Regions from separate parts of the Anser cygnoides genome. Here region 2 is linked to region 1. The links are chromatin contacts, called in public Hi-C maps. All regions are on one chromosome and are shown on one strand. The core of a region is the stretch at or near the end of the contact, and the rest is flanking DNA. Distances in the headings are between cores, read along the strand shown.

Region 1 (7,562 bases), core at 1,923-4,422:
CATGATAGCCCTAAAACTATGGGATGCCATACCACGGAGCAGAGCACTCAAAGCCCGTAAGACTCCTGATAAAGCCTGTCTCCTGCTCAGACTGGGGGCAGCTCCTGGGGAGAGAAGTGCCAGCTGTGACAACCAAAGCAGAATGCTCCCACACATCCTACTCATGCAGCATCCACCTCGAGAAAAGAAATACAGATCCATGTCCCTCTCACTCCTTGAGCTGTCATGTTGGCTTCACCCATCGGTAATGATGGGTTTGGAGCATGACAGCAGATGATGAGCTGGAAGGTGCTGAAGTTGGGACACATGCTGCTCTGTTTCCTGGCTATGGGGCCATCCCAGGGGAGAGGCTGGAGATGAAAGCAAACACCCATATCTCAACCAATGTCTTTGCTAATGAGAGCAGGAGGCTGTGCCCCTGCGGCAGCCTCAGTGAACACACAGTGTCCTCAGCGACATCTCAGCTTTCCAGCCATCACTCACTAAGCCATGAGTCTGCAATTGCTCCCTGGTCTTGTCTTTCCTGGCCACAGCAACAGCCAACGGGATCTCTCAGCAGCGCTTTGCAGCAGGTCTGTGTGACCTTCCACAAGCAGCCTTCACCTGCTGTCGGATGTGCTATCAGCTTTACAGGGGGATAATCAGTCCCGTCTGTTTGCCTGTCTGGGTGAGGAGCTGTGGTCTCAGAGGAGCCAGCAGCCTGTGCTGGGCCGTGCTCACGGGGAACAGAGAATAACTTCAGAAGCAATCTAAACCTTTCTCTTTCACACCTGAAACCTTCTAACTTGAAGGCACCGTGAGCTTTCTTTGCTAAAGCAGCACAGCATTTGGGATCACAGCACACGTGTGTGACAGCATTTGGGCTCCCTGAGCAGCCTCACCCACACAGGACTGAGGGTTGGAGACCTCGAAGATACCGAGTGCAGCCAGTTAGAAGAGAAGGCCGGGAGCAGAGCATCTTCACTGACCTTTCCATACAGTGGAGCACCCACAGCAAAGGCCACGACAACCTGCAGGGAAAGCACCGGATGGGAAACCAAACCTCCCTGAGCTGCTGCTCACAGGGCAAAGCTTTTGTAACAGTCCTGAGCAGACCCCTAAAAGGCACCGAAGCAAATCACATCCCCCAAATTACTTCCACTTAAGTCATTTGGACCTACAGAAACGTAGAGGCGATTGTCCATGGGCTTTAAGAGCAGCCTTTCAGAAGCTGTCCCATCTCTCAGGGGAAAGTGGAGCACGCGACATGTCACATAGCTGTGCGCTCTGCGGCACGCAAACCCTGCCAATTTGGGCACGAATCGCAGACACGTACCCCTTCACCCTGCCCTGATGTCTTCAGTGATCAGTGTCACCCCCGACAGATCCCAGGCACCTCTCCTGCCCTGCCTTGCCACATGCCACCCACAGCACTTGTCCCGCGGGGAGCCTATCAGCCATCAAACGCCAGATTAAACAGCAGCGTTCTGGGAAGCTTTAGAGAACATGAAATAGCTCGAGTCAAGGAGAGGAATTAAGAACAACAAAGCCAGCACCACAGTCGTGGGAAATTGGAAACATGATTACTGCTTTGCTTGCAGCTATTGCAAAAATTAAAAGTGTGACAGCCCCTGGAAACACAGAGGAATTGAAAAAGCAGGACCTGTCATTTACTGGTTATGCAGCATGCATGAGAAGAATAAAGATGCAGTGCATTACCACACCGAAAACAATTACAGCAACAGCGCGTGCAGCTTAGATCCCAAGGCACCTTGACTTGCTCGCACCTGCCTGGTCAAACACGCAGGAACCACAGGCTCCCTGGCCTTGAATTCAAACGAAACCACCCCGCCTGCCTGCGAGCTGACGGCAGCAGGAGCAGGAGGCAAGGTGATTTTTGTCTCTTAATTAACAGAGCCAGGCAAGGACGGGGCAGGAGATGTAGCTGGCCAAGTGCTCAGGAAGCTGCTGTTTACCTGGCCTGACCTTGCAGAGGTTTTGATGAATGCTTTCAGAGTTCCTCAAAAGTCACAGTGAGGAACAAAAGCCATCTCAGCTGCGGAGCGTGTCCCCAGTTTGTGTCCTCTTGGGGACCAGCGCAGTGTCACCGAGCCAGCATCATCCCCACAACCTCCCCACCGTGGCAGAGATCACATGGAACTTCTAACGGGGAAGCTAGAACTAAAATTCAGCCGTTCCCTTGCACCTTGCTGCATTACAAGGACAAGGCTGCTGATGTGGGGCTGCCAGCAGCTGGTGCTTCTCTATGGGAAGGGACGGCACTTCCCACCCATCCAGCCTTAGGAAACAAGGCAGCCCCTTCCACACCCCAGCAAGTGGCTTCCTGACAAACTTCCAGCCTCGGAGATCACTTATCATCCATTGCAAGGGGGATGGCACCAGACAGAGACAGGCACAGGAGGGAGCTGAGCCTGCTCCTGCTGCTGGCTTCGCTCAGAGCTGTGCCTGCAGCTCTGCTCCTTGCACTGCTGGGGGACACGCACGCTCTTCAGGGGAGATACCACCATCCACTGGGGAAGAAGAAGGAAAGCCAGGTCAGAAACACCTTATTTTGCACCCCGGACACTTGTGGAGCAGAAAGCGGGTGTGCTGCCTGTCATAAACCTCTGCAGCCTGCAGAGCAACAGTTCGCACCAAATATTCCCTAAAGATGCTGCTGTGCTCACGGCACTCCTGGAAGACTGATGTAATTGAAAGCACTATCCTCAGCCCACATAAATCATACTGGTTTAGTGCCTGTCCTGTATAAAGCCTCTCTTTTCTCACACCTGTGGCAGCTTTCCATTAGTTGTTAGCTGATACACGGAAGGCCATGTCAAAGCAGCTGATCCTGGTGGCAAGCAGAACACAGCAACTTGCCGGTGGGAAAGCAAGCAAGCCCTGGCTCATTTGTTAGCTTGTCCAATTACTTTTCACCTTGAGTTTTGTGTCTGCAGAAGTGAAAAGGACCCTGAAGAGGAGATTGTAAGGCCATAAAGAAAATGCAAAACACCCGGGGCTCTCCCGTCCGCTCCCCCCTGCAGCCAGACCATCTTGTCATTTATTCTTTTTGAGCCACTGAACTATGATCCGGGCAGGATGGTAACACAGACGCAGCATTTAACAAGAAATATCAATCCAGACTGGCTTAAACTCCTGCAAGTATGACGGTGCTCAAAAAATAGACACCTGAATTGCTTTTCTGTTTTTCTCAGTAAGGCTTATGAATTTTTTATGAGGTGCAAAACTTCCAGTGTTGGTGCAAAACACCAATTTGTTTTTAACAAGGGCTCTGTTTAAAGCATTTTTCTCTCCCATACCTCTGACCACATCTATATCCCTTATTTGTCTGGTTTGTGATTTTTTTTTTTTTTAACTTAACCTAATACTAACAGAAATGAATTTCCCCCTAGTCGGCAGAACCTGGCCTGGCTGAATTTCTGTTGAAATATTTCAGCGCAGGGCTCAGGCAGCCCCGCGCCCCAGAGGCCTCTGTGCAACGTGCGGCTTATTCCAGATTTCACAAGGCTGACCTTCTGACCGTGCGAAGTGGCACGGAGCCACCGCAAACACCGTGTTTCTGCTGCTAAGAGCGGTCGATGGCCGTGCAGATGATAAAACAGCAACTCTTTAAAGCAGCCCACGGTGCCGAGCCCCAGTGGTGGCAGGTTTGGGATCACCACTGTCCCCAGTGCTGGGCTGCAGGCACTGCTCAGCTTCTCCCAGATTCCTGTGGTGACAGGAGCTGTCGTTGTGCAGAGACGCCAGAAGAACTGCCCAGATAGTTCTTAGTCTCCAAACTGCTGTGAAAACACAGATAAAGCTCCTGAGCTCGACCAGACAGGACTGGAGCTGACTACGTGGAGTCGCTGGGGACGTGAGGAGGAGCTGGGAGGAAAAGGGGAAAATCATTTATCCTAATAAAACAAGGTCTGTTATTACGCTAGTAGTAAAACAACAAGAGGAGCAGGCCTGTGATTTCCTCAGTAATAATCTCATTCCCTCGGTGGAATAACAACACTGCCATTGGCCTCGTAATTCACCCAGCAGGGCACCACCCCTTGTGGCGGAGCAGCCTCCTCGTTACGCAGGCAATGAAATAAGTGCCCCCGCGTTATTAACGTGCTGCCAGCACACACCAGCATCCAGGCCTGGGGGTCAGCATTAGCAATCAGCACCCACTAATTATGCACAGCCCAAGAAAGCACAGGGCACTGTCGCAAAGCAGGGGGAAAGGGATAGGGAAGGGTAAAACTTGCAGCTTTTCAGGCCTTGTGCCTTGCTAGAGAAGTCCGAGGTCCAGGACACCTGGAGGGCTCGTGCTCTTACATGTTTATCACCAGGGCCTGCTCCAGACTTCTCGAGAAGACTTGCTGGCACCTGGTAATAACACAGCCCATAACTAGTCTTGGCTTTTGGGTTCAGATGCTTTGTTTTGGACTGGCAGTGGTGGAGGAGCACCCCCTCGCTTCCCCAGGCGGTGCAGCTGCAGACAGGACAACCGCACGCACTGGGGCTGGAGGACAAACGACAGGAAACAAGCGCCCCAGGTGACAGTCCTGGTGTCCCATAGCCCTCAGCCATTCCCCAAAGGGCAGCTTCCAAACACCTGTCTGCCCCTAAAATGCCCCGATGCCTTCTGTTACTATTGCTTTGCATTGCAAGTCAGCAGTTTTGAGTGAAGTTTAAGTCCAACATATGCCATAGCAGCTCCCATAGCTAACAAGTCACTAGAGGCTGCCTCTTGCCTCCTTGTGGGTGAGGAAAATGCTCCGTACATTAAAGGGGGTGATGGCATTGCTAGTAGAGCTGGGCCGAATGCTGCAGAGCAGGGCCGTTGTAGCATGACCACTGTGAGACGAAAGAGCCAGGCATGGGCGAGCCTGGCTGGATGTGTGCTCCTCGGTCATCAGGCTGGTCCGTCCCTGCTCCGCGGTGCTGGGTCTCCCAGGCATGGGCACCACAGCCAGCTGAAAAACCTGTGGGGATAATAACCTGGGGCACAAACCGAGGTGCAGCAGCCTCCCCTGCTAGACATGCCCTTGGAAAGTCAGGGAACCTGACCTCCCATCACACATACATGCATTTGCTACAGAAGCATCCTGATGTTAAGAAAAAACAATAGGAAAACAAAGCAGGCAAGACCCAAGTTTCAGAGAGACAAAGCGTCCTCGTCCTTATCCAGCAATCTTATCTGATCAGTGCCTCGGCATTTCAATTTCCAGACTGCACAACTGAAGCGTACGGAGGAGCCACAGGCCAAAAGCTCCAAAACCGGGGCAGGAGCCAAGGTCCCTCATGTCACTTCGTATTTAGGCAATTAAATAACTGCTCCTGCAAGGGGACAGCGTGGCAGGTGCCGAGCACACGGCTGCTTGCGCTCAGCGCCTTCCCCAGGCTGCTGGCTTGGATCTCAGCGGCCCACAGCTGCTCACCTGCAGCAGGTCCCGACTTCACGTTTTTCGAATTTTTTTCCTCATAACTTTTTTAGCTTTTGCTTTGGCAGGACCACAGTCTTTTATCCCTTCCATCTTGAAGCCCAGCTACAGATCTGTTCCCTCCAAAGCTGAAACACCTATTCCTTGAGATCAGCAGCCCTTGGTTAGCATCCTTTACACCCTGCTCTACAGGCAAACAGCCCCTACTGGGCATGTCCTCCAGGGGCTTTGTCCACCTCCTAGAAACCCTACACAATTTGACCAAGAGAGCATTTATACTGGAGAGCCACCCAGGGGCAGAATAACTGCAGTGCTACAGGACAGGTTGGCATGAACGTCCTCACACCCCTTCCTGCAGCAGCACACACACACATACTCTCCTCGCCGGGGCAAGAATCCTTCGCGTGTGTGTATTTTACTTTCTGGAGGGGACTGTAACTTGCTCCTGGGCTTAATACCTGCATGTGAAGCATTAACAACTCCCCATCCAAAATCCTTTGCTTTCTTCTTCCTCGTTCTTATTAATCTCTGTTTTTATTAAGTCTATCACATCTCTATTACTCCTGCCTGGTGACCTTGCTAGCTCCAATGAAGGGCAAAATGATAAAGCTTTGTGACCAAGTCCACGAATACAGAAATATTTCACCCGAACCTATAGCTATTATCGTTCTTAACTAGAACAGGGCTATTTAAAAAAATAAAAAATATAAGCACATACGTGGTGACCTTGCAGGGCTTGAGTGCTCTCTGAGAGCCAGGAGAAGTATATGAATCTGCAGTGCCATCTATTACAGAAATCAAATCATTCTTCACCCGGTTTCCTTAACAAAACCCATGCCGATAATGGTGCTGCTACACCAGGGAGTGCCTTGGTGTGGGAAGACGCCTTGTTTCAATGACATGGGGAGGCTCACTGACTTGGTGGGACTCCAAGAGGTGGCCACAGTAAGCAAAGGAGGCATCCAGCACCACGCTGCTGAGCTGTGCTTCTGCCAGAAGCACCTGGGCTTGGTCCCCAAGCCTGTCCACCGCAGGTAATGCTGCAGCAGGACGCCAGATAGCCATCGTGGAGTCCTTCTTCCAGCCTACACAGAAACCCAGGCTGACATGTGCGTGTCCAGGCAAATCCTATTGAAAGCCCTATTTGAATTTTTTTGTGGAACCAACGCCGTAAGCACATAACTAGGGAGCGCCGATGCATGATACTTTACTGTCAATGCTGTCAATGGCACCGAGCTTTGGGCAGGACACACAGAAAACCACCTGGCTCCACCAGTCAGGGCACCTCCTGCCCACCAGGACCCTGTCTGCACCAAAACCAGCTCGCAGAGAGCTTGCACATCCCGCAGGCTGGCCTCGGCTGTCACCATTTGCTGCTTGTCCTTGGAAAAACACCTCCTTTCCTTGCCTCAGTTTCCCCTGTTAGTGCTGTGGTTAGCTTCAGAGCTATTTGCAAGCGCTTGGGATGGGTGGAGAGAGCTGGGTGAGGTCTTCTGGAGGCAGAGCGGGTTTCAGTGGGGTTCGGGCCAGACCATAAGAGAGCGTACACAGTTTTGATTAAGTTAAGAACTGCAGAATCAAACTCATTATTAATATAGCTTTATGCCACTGCATGTTGTAAGGTCCTTTCTAAACCTGTCACTGCAATTTATCATGCCAGCAACGTAATAAAATACGGCTATAAAATTTTGGATTAAATGTTCAAGGTCAGCGGTCGACTTTCAACTTCCCAATCTTTTCCTTGCTGCTTTAGCTGATGCTCTATTAAGCAGTTACAAGCTCTGGGAGAAAGTTTCTTTGGAGAAAAGACTCAGTTACTGGGCATCTCCAGAATTAAAACTTCAGACATTTCATCCAGTTTCAAAACAATAAATAATAAATAACAAGAGTAATAAACACTGGCTGGCTTTGGGATAAGGTTTTTACTTCAGAAATGCTATAGTTTTTGTTGTATTTGCTAAAGGTGGCTCTCTGTCTCTTTGTAAAATAGGCAGAAGGCAATTCCCTAATTTAAATAGAAATTTGGGTACGTAAGAACAGCAACGTGGAGATCTGGAGGGCATCACAGAAGCATATGGCGGGACCAAGGCAAAGACTCCACGGCACTCCATGCAGAACAAGAACAGGGTGCAGTCCTCATGCACG
Region 2 (7,562 bases), core at 2,663-5,162, 590 kb after region 1:
TAGTCATTACAGGCAGATGAGTTTATCTTCTAAAAAGAGCCTTAAAGATGTTAAAGTGATAGCATTACAATTTAAAACCCTTCTGACACAGTCTATTCCACAGGAGCACTAAATCTCGTCTTTACACACGAATGAAAATCAAATAAAGCTTTCACTTGCTTGACAATTGTTGCAAAATATAAGAAAATGCTCGCACTTTTATATAGTAATGACTGTGTCATCTCAGTGAAGTTCAAAGAGCAAACCCCTTTATGCACATAGACAACATTTACTTCTGAGATCCATCGTTATTTTCTAGGCTTTTGTGGCAAAAGATTAATAAAGGATTTTGTAGTTACCATGTCATTCGCCACAGTGTCATCTAAAAGGATCTTGCTCGCTCCTACTCTGAAAAAGAAAGCGGAAGTGCAGCGTAGAAAGAGATGAAAATAAGTGCACAAAACGAAAACAGAATTTGAAATGAGAAGGGTTTCTAGTTTAGTGAGAACAGACGTGCAGGGTGATAGATTTGTTCTGTGTCTAGAGAGCCAACAGGGTTTTGGGAATGTGCTCTTTCAGTGGCTCTGTTGAACACGGTCATCTTCAGCTGACCTTTGTTTCTTTTAGAGCTTTCTTCCTAGCTGATGGACCAGAAATGAGCTAGGAAGCAGGGAAGGTGGTTTTGACTTCTGTGCACGATGAGGTGACTCCTGGTATCTGCACGGCTCCGTTAGGAGGGGAAGTAAGAAGTCGGTGGAAGTTGTGTTTGCAGTTCCAGCTCCAAAGCTGTAATGAAACTGTAGGGCAGATGAAGTTTCATAAAAACAAGATCTCTCCTGCAGCACCACAGACTTGAAAGCAGAGCAAAATTCCTCGCTTTAAGTGCCATGATCAGTGTTGAAATTTTCCTCTGTTCTTTTCTTCCAGATAGACCAATACCTAATAATTCTTCATGCCAGATAATTCCCTCATATGTGGCGATGAAGAAGGGATAATGATTCTTTCCTATTTATTTTTCCTCCTGTAGTCTCTGAAGTCTGAGGTTTCCGTAGGGCTTTTTGTATGAGCGCATGCAGTCAGTGCTGTGAACAGTCTAGTCCAAGACCCACCCCAGTAATAGGGGAACGACTGCCGCATATGATTTGCCTTTTTAATTATTGCTTCAATCACGGGTACTCACCATTAGTAATGGCAATCGATACAATAATCGAGGCATAAATAGGAATCACTGAGTAGAGCAAAATCCATCACGTTTACTTAGCCTTTGTGACCCTTGGAAAGAAAAAATCTGTTTCTAGTGAATTATTGTATCTGTGATAATCAAGGTAAAACTGGGTCTGGAGGGGTGACTCCTGAACCAGGTGCAGTCCTCGCTCGCCCTGTCTCCCAGGCTGGAGGATGTCTAACCAGCAATGTAACAGGCACGTTACGGGGTACGTTTAAAAGGAAGAGTCTTGATGGGGTTTCCACACACTGTGCCATGGGAAATGAGTAGGATCATTCAGGCCAGGGGGGCGTTGAGCCTGGTTGGGCTTGGGGACAGGCTGGCTGTTTTCAAACGCAAAGTAAGGTCCGTTCCCTTCTCTGCTTATCACCCCGGCAAGGCTCGGCTCTTGCTCCCGCTCAGTCTGCGCGTGCATTAACGTGCGTCCCGCTCCCCCGGCTCTGGGACCTGCCTGCACCGTCGTGTATGGCGCGTGCCAGCTGGGGCCTCCTCCGCACACAGCCTGCTGGAGCTGCAGCTCAGTCCTGCAGGTGGGTGCCTCTCTTCCTCCCATCCCGCACGTGAAATCCTGACCACACTATGGCTTGAAGAGTGGCGTAGGGACCGCTGACCTCTCGGACACTTGTTCATGGATTCTGGGCTGCAGGTTCAAAAAATGGAGAGATCTCTTCAGGGCTTAATACAAGAGTCCTAATGAACCTGTGCCTGTATGTCTTTTCTCTTTTTTATTTCTGTTTTCCGTTACGTGAGCGTATTGGCCACGTGGTAGCATTTGACTGCTGGACATTTGTTGTTGCTGGTGTGGTACAACTGGCAAGTGATTTGTTTTTTAGGCCTCAGGAAGGATATTGTCTTCCTTGAAAACTGTTTCAGTATCTCTCCTCAGAGACAGAAATAAAATGAAGGGGTCAATTCCAATAGCAGCTATTTTGTAGTAGCTCTGTTGGATAAAACTGATTACTTACATGGCCAGTGAACTCGCTTTGCCTGTTTGATTTGGGCTGCATTGTAGGAACTGAAACAAAAACCACATCCAGACTGCTCTGGAGTGGAAGAATTCTGCTATCAGTTCAATCTGTTTTCCTTGTTGTTGTTTCCATGTAATGAAAAGATAAATATGCAAACATATTTACTTCATTAATTTTAAACAGTGCCAGGAAAAAGGCTCTGTCTAGGGATGGTGGAAAAATATTGTGAAAATTAGCTCTACATATTCTGCTTTCAGTCAACTCTGTTAATTAGGATCAAAGTACTGCAGTTTTTTAAAGTTCTCACCGCCTCTTCCCACACATCTCGGGATTTCAAAAGGACGCAGTTAACTAAGGCTGAGGTTGTCAGCCAAGCCTACGGGATCGAGGGTCCGCACACCGCTAGTGGGGCACCAGGACCCCAGGGTGCCACGAAGAGGGAGGTGAGCTGCAGGGTGCAGGGCGGTTGGGCTGCCTGTCCTGCCCCGGGGGTGGGAATGGGGGAATTCCTCGTGTGCTCCGGGGACTGGCTTTGTGTGGTTTTGTCTTTGCTCTAAAAGGGCGGGTGCTGTGGGATAGCTGCTTGTGCAGGTGTGAAAACAGCTCTTTGACGTGTAATTAGCAATGGGATGCTTGGAAGAAGAAACATGACGACGAATAAACCCGGTTGGTGCTTTTCACCAGTAGATCATGGTTTTCCAAATGAAGCCCATCACTGGGATGGGAAGCTTGGCAGCGAAGGGTGATGCTCAGTCCCGCAGATGGCCAGCAGGCAGGGGACAGAGCTGTCACGCCGCTCGTCACCCACGGAGGTGCCCAGTTTCTTCTGGCTTTCCTCTCGAGCAGGAAACCGTTTCAGTTCCAAGCAAGCACACAGTTACAGAAGGATGTGGAGTCAGCTTAAAAATCATGCTGACCTAAAGAATTCACCTTTATTTGCTCTAACACTTAAAACAAATACTTCTGTGGTTTGTTTTGTTTTATTTGTTCTAATGACGTTAACTTAGGTTGCTGTGCTGTTTGTCTCAGCTCACGTACAAGGCTTATCAGTTTCACACTGATACGTATTTTACTTCCCACCTATCATGCATTAAAGGACGGCAGTATTTGGATGTAAAACATGGGGTCATTTGCTCTGGGTTCATTTTCGGATCTGTGGCTTTTAGGCCCTTAGGCCATGTTTGTTCAAGTTTTGTTTCTAAATGCAAATGCTATGTAACTACCTACAAGTCTGACACAATTTCATGCACCGGGGTTAGGTCTGGCCTAATTTAATCACACAATAAAAGGGTCAGGAGGGTTTTTTTTCCTCCTATTGCAGAGGTACGAGCTCAGCCCTTTGCTGAGAAGCTCCTGGTCTGTTCTCAGTGAGACAGGCTTTGCCTTGTAACTCACAGCAGCCGTATGAGTTACCGCAGGCACCCACTGCGCGTTCTCCTGGCACGAAAGGCTGGCAGCGGCGTGTCGGTGGGGGTCGGGGCGGAGGGTCACCGTTACTTACCGTAGGTGCCTCAGAGCAGGAATCAGTCTTGTTAGTCTTTGTTTGTACAGCGCCTTCCAGAGAGCGACCTGGTCGGTAGCTGGGCTATAAAACAAATCCTCCTGCAGGCTGCTGTCGCTCTGTGCTCGCGTCCCCACTCTTGTATGCAGCGGGCTGCGCCAGAGGAGAGGCAGAGGCGGAATCGGGCTTTCGTTTTGAAAACGAGATGGTGGAAGGAGGCTGGCATTGGTGCCAGAAATCACCCTCCTTTGCATCTCCTGAAACTTCACCGATCCCACGTTGCACGTCACAAATGGCATTTTGTCCCCTGCGTTTCCTGGGACGCCGGCTGGGTGAGCGAATCCCACGGGGTGCACGGAGCAGCTCCCAGCTGCTGATGTTCTCGGTTCTGGGAGCCGCCATCGGCACAGCAGCTGGAACGAAGTCCTGTCGCTCCTGTCTTCGGATGCAGTTTAATTGGTGGCCTGTCGTGGGACTGGTCTCTGGAGCTAAGCGTTGCTGATTCCCCAAGTGAAGCTGGAGTGCGTTTGTATCAGGCGGAGGCTGTCGAGGGGCGGGGGGGGAGCGCATGAGGCTGGCTCAGCCCATGCTGAGAGCGGCTGGTCCTGCGCGCACCTCGCTCGTGTGCTCTCCGTGGCTTGTAGGTCACTGGCCTAGAGAGCACGGCCGAGGCTGATGGCATGCTGAGATCGGAGAGCCCCGGGTCCGAATCTCCGCGCTGGCCTGGCTTGGCTACAGGAAAATGATGTCCCCTTCTCTGCGTCCCTCCGTGTTTGTCTCTTGTAGTTAGCAGGAATGCTGCTGGGTTCTCGCAGAAAGTCTATTGAATCCCAAAGAGTCAATACTCTATTTACGGCCTTGCTGTTATTATTTTACCAAAGCGTAAGCTGAAGGAACAAGCTATTTAGTGCCTAATGTTTGACAGCAGAATTGAGGAAAATTGCCTTTAGGTTGAAAAACTAAACAAATAAATGCGTGTCGCATGTTCTTAACTCATGAAAGCTGGAGATGCAGTTTCTAATCCTCAGCCTGATCTCTGCCGTGTTCCAATGAGACCGGCTTACATGGGAGCACAGTGTGCTAAGGTGGAGCTAAAGGCACCAGTGGCAGCGGTGTTACCAGTCGGCCTGTGTGAGCTGGCAGGGGGCTGCCGGGACCTGTGGGCAGGATCAGGCTGGCTGTATGGCACGAAGGAGCGGACACCGTGCCTCTGAACTGTTCGTGGGACGTGCCTCGTGGTGTGCTGTTCGGCACGTATTTCACAGGTTTGCAGAGCTTTGTTGTTGGCAGTGGCGCGCACAAAGTCTGCCTGCGTTGTACGCACAGCAAGGCATAAATCTGCCTTGGAAAGCATTGACTCCGTGAGCAAGGCGTGAAGTTGTAGGCATGAGCTGGAAACGAGAAACTGAGGAAGGGGGGCAGCGAGGGAGCTCGGAAAGCAAACTAGCTCCCTGCTTCGTCTGCGCTCAGGGAAGTCACCTCACCTGCATGTGTGTGGGGGGGGGAATCTCAAAATCCTGCTGAGAAGGAGATGTCTGTCCCTGCTGGAGGAACTCCTGCAGTTTTGGCAGTGTGGCTCGTGAGCTGCAGGGTTTGTAGCAGGATTTCTGGCTCTCACCTTGCAGGAGCGAGCCAGGCGCCCGGCACGACGCTCACATGGGTCCGAAGGGGCAGAGCGCGCTGCAGCTGGATCACCAGGACTGCAAACTGCTCTTCTGGTTTTATTTTGGTGGTTGCTGCTGGTTGAGCCCCGTGCAGATGAGTAGATTGCTGCCAGGTGTCCATTACTTGTAAGAAGCATCATGCTTGTCTAAAATTAATGAGATTTTAGAGCTGGCCTGAGCGGACAGTTTGTCTTGGCAGGCTGGAAGCTGTGATCTGAATTGCACCGGTTTAGGCTTACATCTACAGTCTTCCAGCACAACTTTGCAGTGGTCATTAAAATGAAATAGTTGAAAATTGAATAAATTACATCGAGTGGATCCTTTGATGTCAGCTGGCTGCGTGGCCAAGCCTTGGTCAAGCTCACAGGGACAGCACCACGAGGAGCAGACGTGAGGAAGGCGGCGTTCCCAAGGGTCCGGCGACAGAGCTGCTGGTGTGTAATGAAGTGAGCTCTGACCGGGGCTGTCGTTTCCTCAAAGGCTTGTTCTGTTCTTCTGTTTGTTTATTTTTAAGGAAGATGTGAAGATGGGGGAGAAACGGGGACGGTTTTACTTTCCTCCTCTGTTTGTCAGCTCCTTTCTTTCTAAAAACGTCAGACTTAAATTTTAATGTCTCAGTACCGCAGGAAAAATTGTATCCTCATCATTTTACCTGTGGGGTTTCTCCTGCAGTGTGCGCTACCTAATTTGGATTTAAAATTATCCTTTTCGTAGGCCAGTAAAGAGAGGGCAAGGAGCAGAGCTGCGGCTGCAGTGAAGCCGCGCAGCTCCCTCGGCGGGGAGCAGCGGCGCTGGGGTGCCTGTGGGGGTGGTGCATGCGTGCCGGTGTCCTGCCAGACCGTAAAGCCAGCCAGAATTTTCCCACCCCACAAAAGCGAATCAGTGCCAGGAAAGCGGCCTGAGGCAGAGGAATGCTCAGACCTCCCCCCAGCACGGTCCTTGGCAGGAGTCCCCTGGGGTCTCGAGGACTTGGTGGAAGGGTCTCTTGGCGCAGGGCCCCTTTGCTCTCACCTCTCCTGAACGTTTCCAGTTCTTCTGTTGTCTTCTGTCCAAAAGCAGCATTGTCCTGCTTAGGACTCAGCTCCTTCAATGCGAATCCTGTTGCTTAATGTCCATCACCTGTGGCCACCTCAGCCCAGGTGCTTTCTTTCCCTGCGCTCATGTAAACCCGCACGGCTGCGTTGCCAGCAAGGCCCCCACGTTCCTCCCCTGAACCTAATGGCATCGCTTCACATCCGCGATATCAACTCGTGTATTGCTGGTGTCAGTTTTCCATACGTTAAAGAACTGTTAAGGGCCATTACCGTAACCGCACATGTCACTGGCAGGAGCCTACCTTCGGAGGTGCCCCAGCTGAGTGCGGCGCGAGCTGCCCTCCAGCGAGGCAGAACAAAGGGCTGTGTGTTAGCGCCGGGAATGGCCGCACGCAACCCGTGCTCATGAAATCGGGCTGACTTTTAATCAGTCTTCAGGGGTCTCATGCGCCGAGGCTATTTGTTTATAGCAGAGGCCAGGCTGTGCCAGAATCTGTTAAGCGCTGGAAAACTGATCAGTCCTGTGCTCGCTCCTAATGCGAGAGAAAGAGACGCTCCGTGGCGGGGAGCAAGCCGGAAACGACGCTTTGCAGAGCATCTCTGCCGTCCGAGCCAGCCGGGATGCAGCCATAAATACTGCCAGGAAACCGTAAAAGATCCTTGAGCATCCTTGTTCCTACATCTACAAACCCCAGAACTGCCTGCCGGTGCGGCGGGGGAATGCTCTCGCTCTTCGGGGGGCTGTCTCTCGCGAGGGAGAGGAGAGAGGAAGGGAGTTTTCATGCACAGGTAAATATAGCATCTCTTAATGTGCTTGTGGGACGTGTACTGCTAAAACAGTCATCATTGACCACTTGGGTGAAATCCTCTGATTCAGTGAGCAAGCACTGTTTCCTTTAATAGAAAGTTTTATTCAGTAGCAAGGATGTCTTGCTGTTCTGTGATTATAAAAAGGGTCTTTTTTCCATTTATCAACTAGAAACTATGTAACTGGGATACTTTGTGGTTTCAAGGTTGTTTTTATCATACAAATCCATTTAGAAGTTTAAAAATAACATTATAATTTTGTAAGACTGAGAACTCCTGTGCTTCTGCTCCTGCAATGCAAACAAAAAATTCACATTGAGGTATACAAACGTACGAGAACTCTGTGGAGTAGTTAGTGCTTTACTGGGCTTTTTGAGAACTAGA

What was found. Hi-C and Micro-C count contacts between places; a contact is called where the count stands out from the background.
Region 2: a Hi-C map of liver shows a contact between it and region 1, with 2.4 times the contacts expected there. The contact joins two enhancer-like sites. A contact is called at or near these places in 2 of 7 Hi-C or Micro-C datasets (both in liver).

What each region holds. Positions count from the first base shown.
Region 1 is chr10:8,421,864-8,429,425 of Taihu_goose_T2T_genome, forward strand. All of the region lies in intron 3 of LOC106035426 (monocarboxylate transporter 2-like), which reads right to left. Among named protein-coding and RNA genes, the nearest start is that of KBTBD8, 36 kb to the right of the region's middle. Within about 2 kb of position 3,173, at least 2 of the 3 cell types and tissues checked have open chromatin away from gene starts, as enhancers often do. A contact at or near this core is called in liver, where this site is marked.
Region 2 is chr10:9,008,644-9,016,205 of Taihu_goose_T2T_genome, forward strand. All of the region lies in intron 2 of MAGI1 (membrane associated guanylate kinase, WW and PDZ domain containing 1), which reads left to right. Among named protein-coding and RNA genes, the nearest start is that of MAGI1, 190 kb to the left of the region's middle. Within about 2 kb of position 3,913, at least 2 of the 3 cell types and tissues checked have open chromatin away from gene starts, as enhancers often do. A contact at or near this core is called in liver, where this site is marked.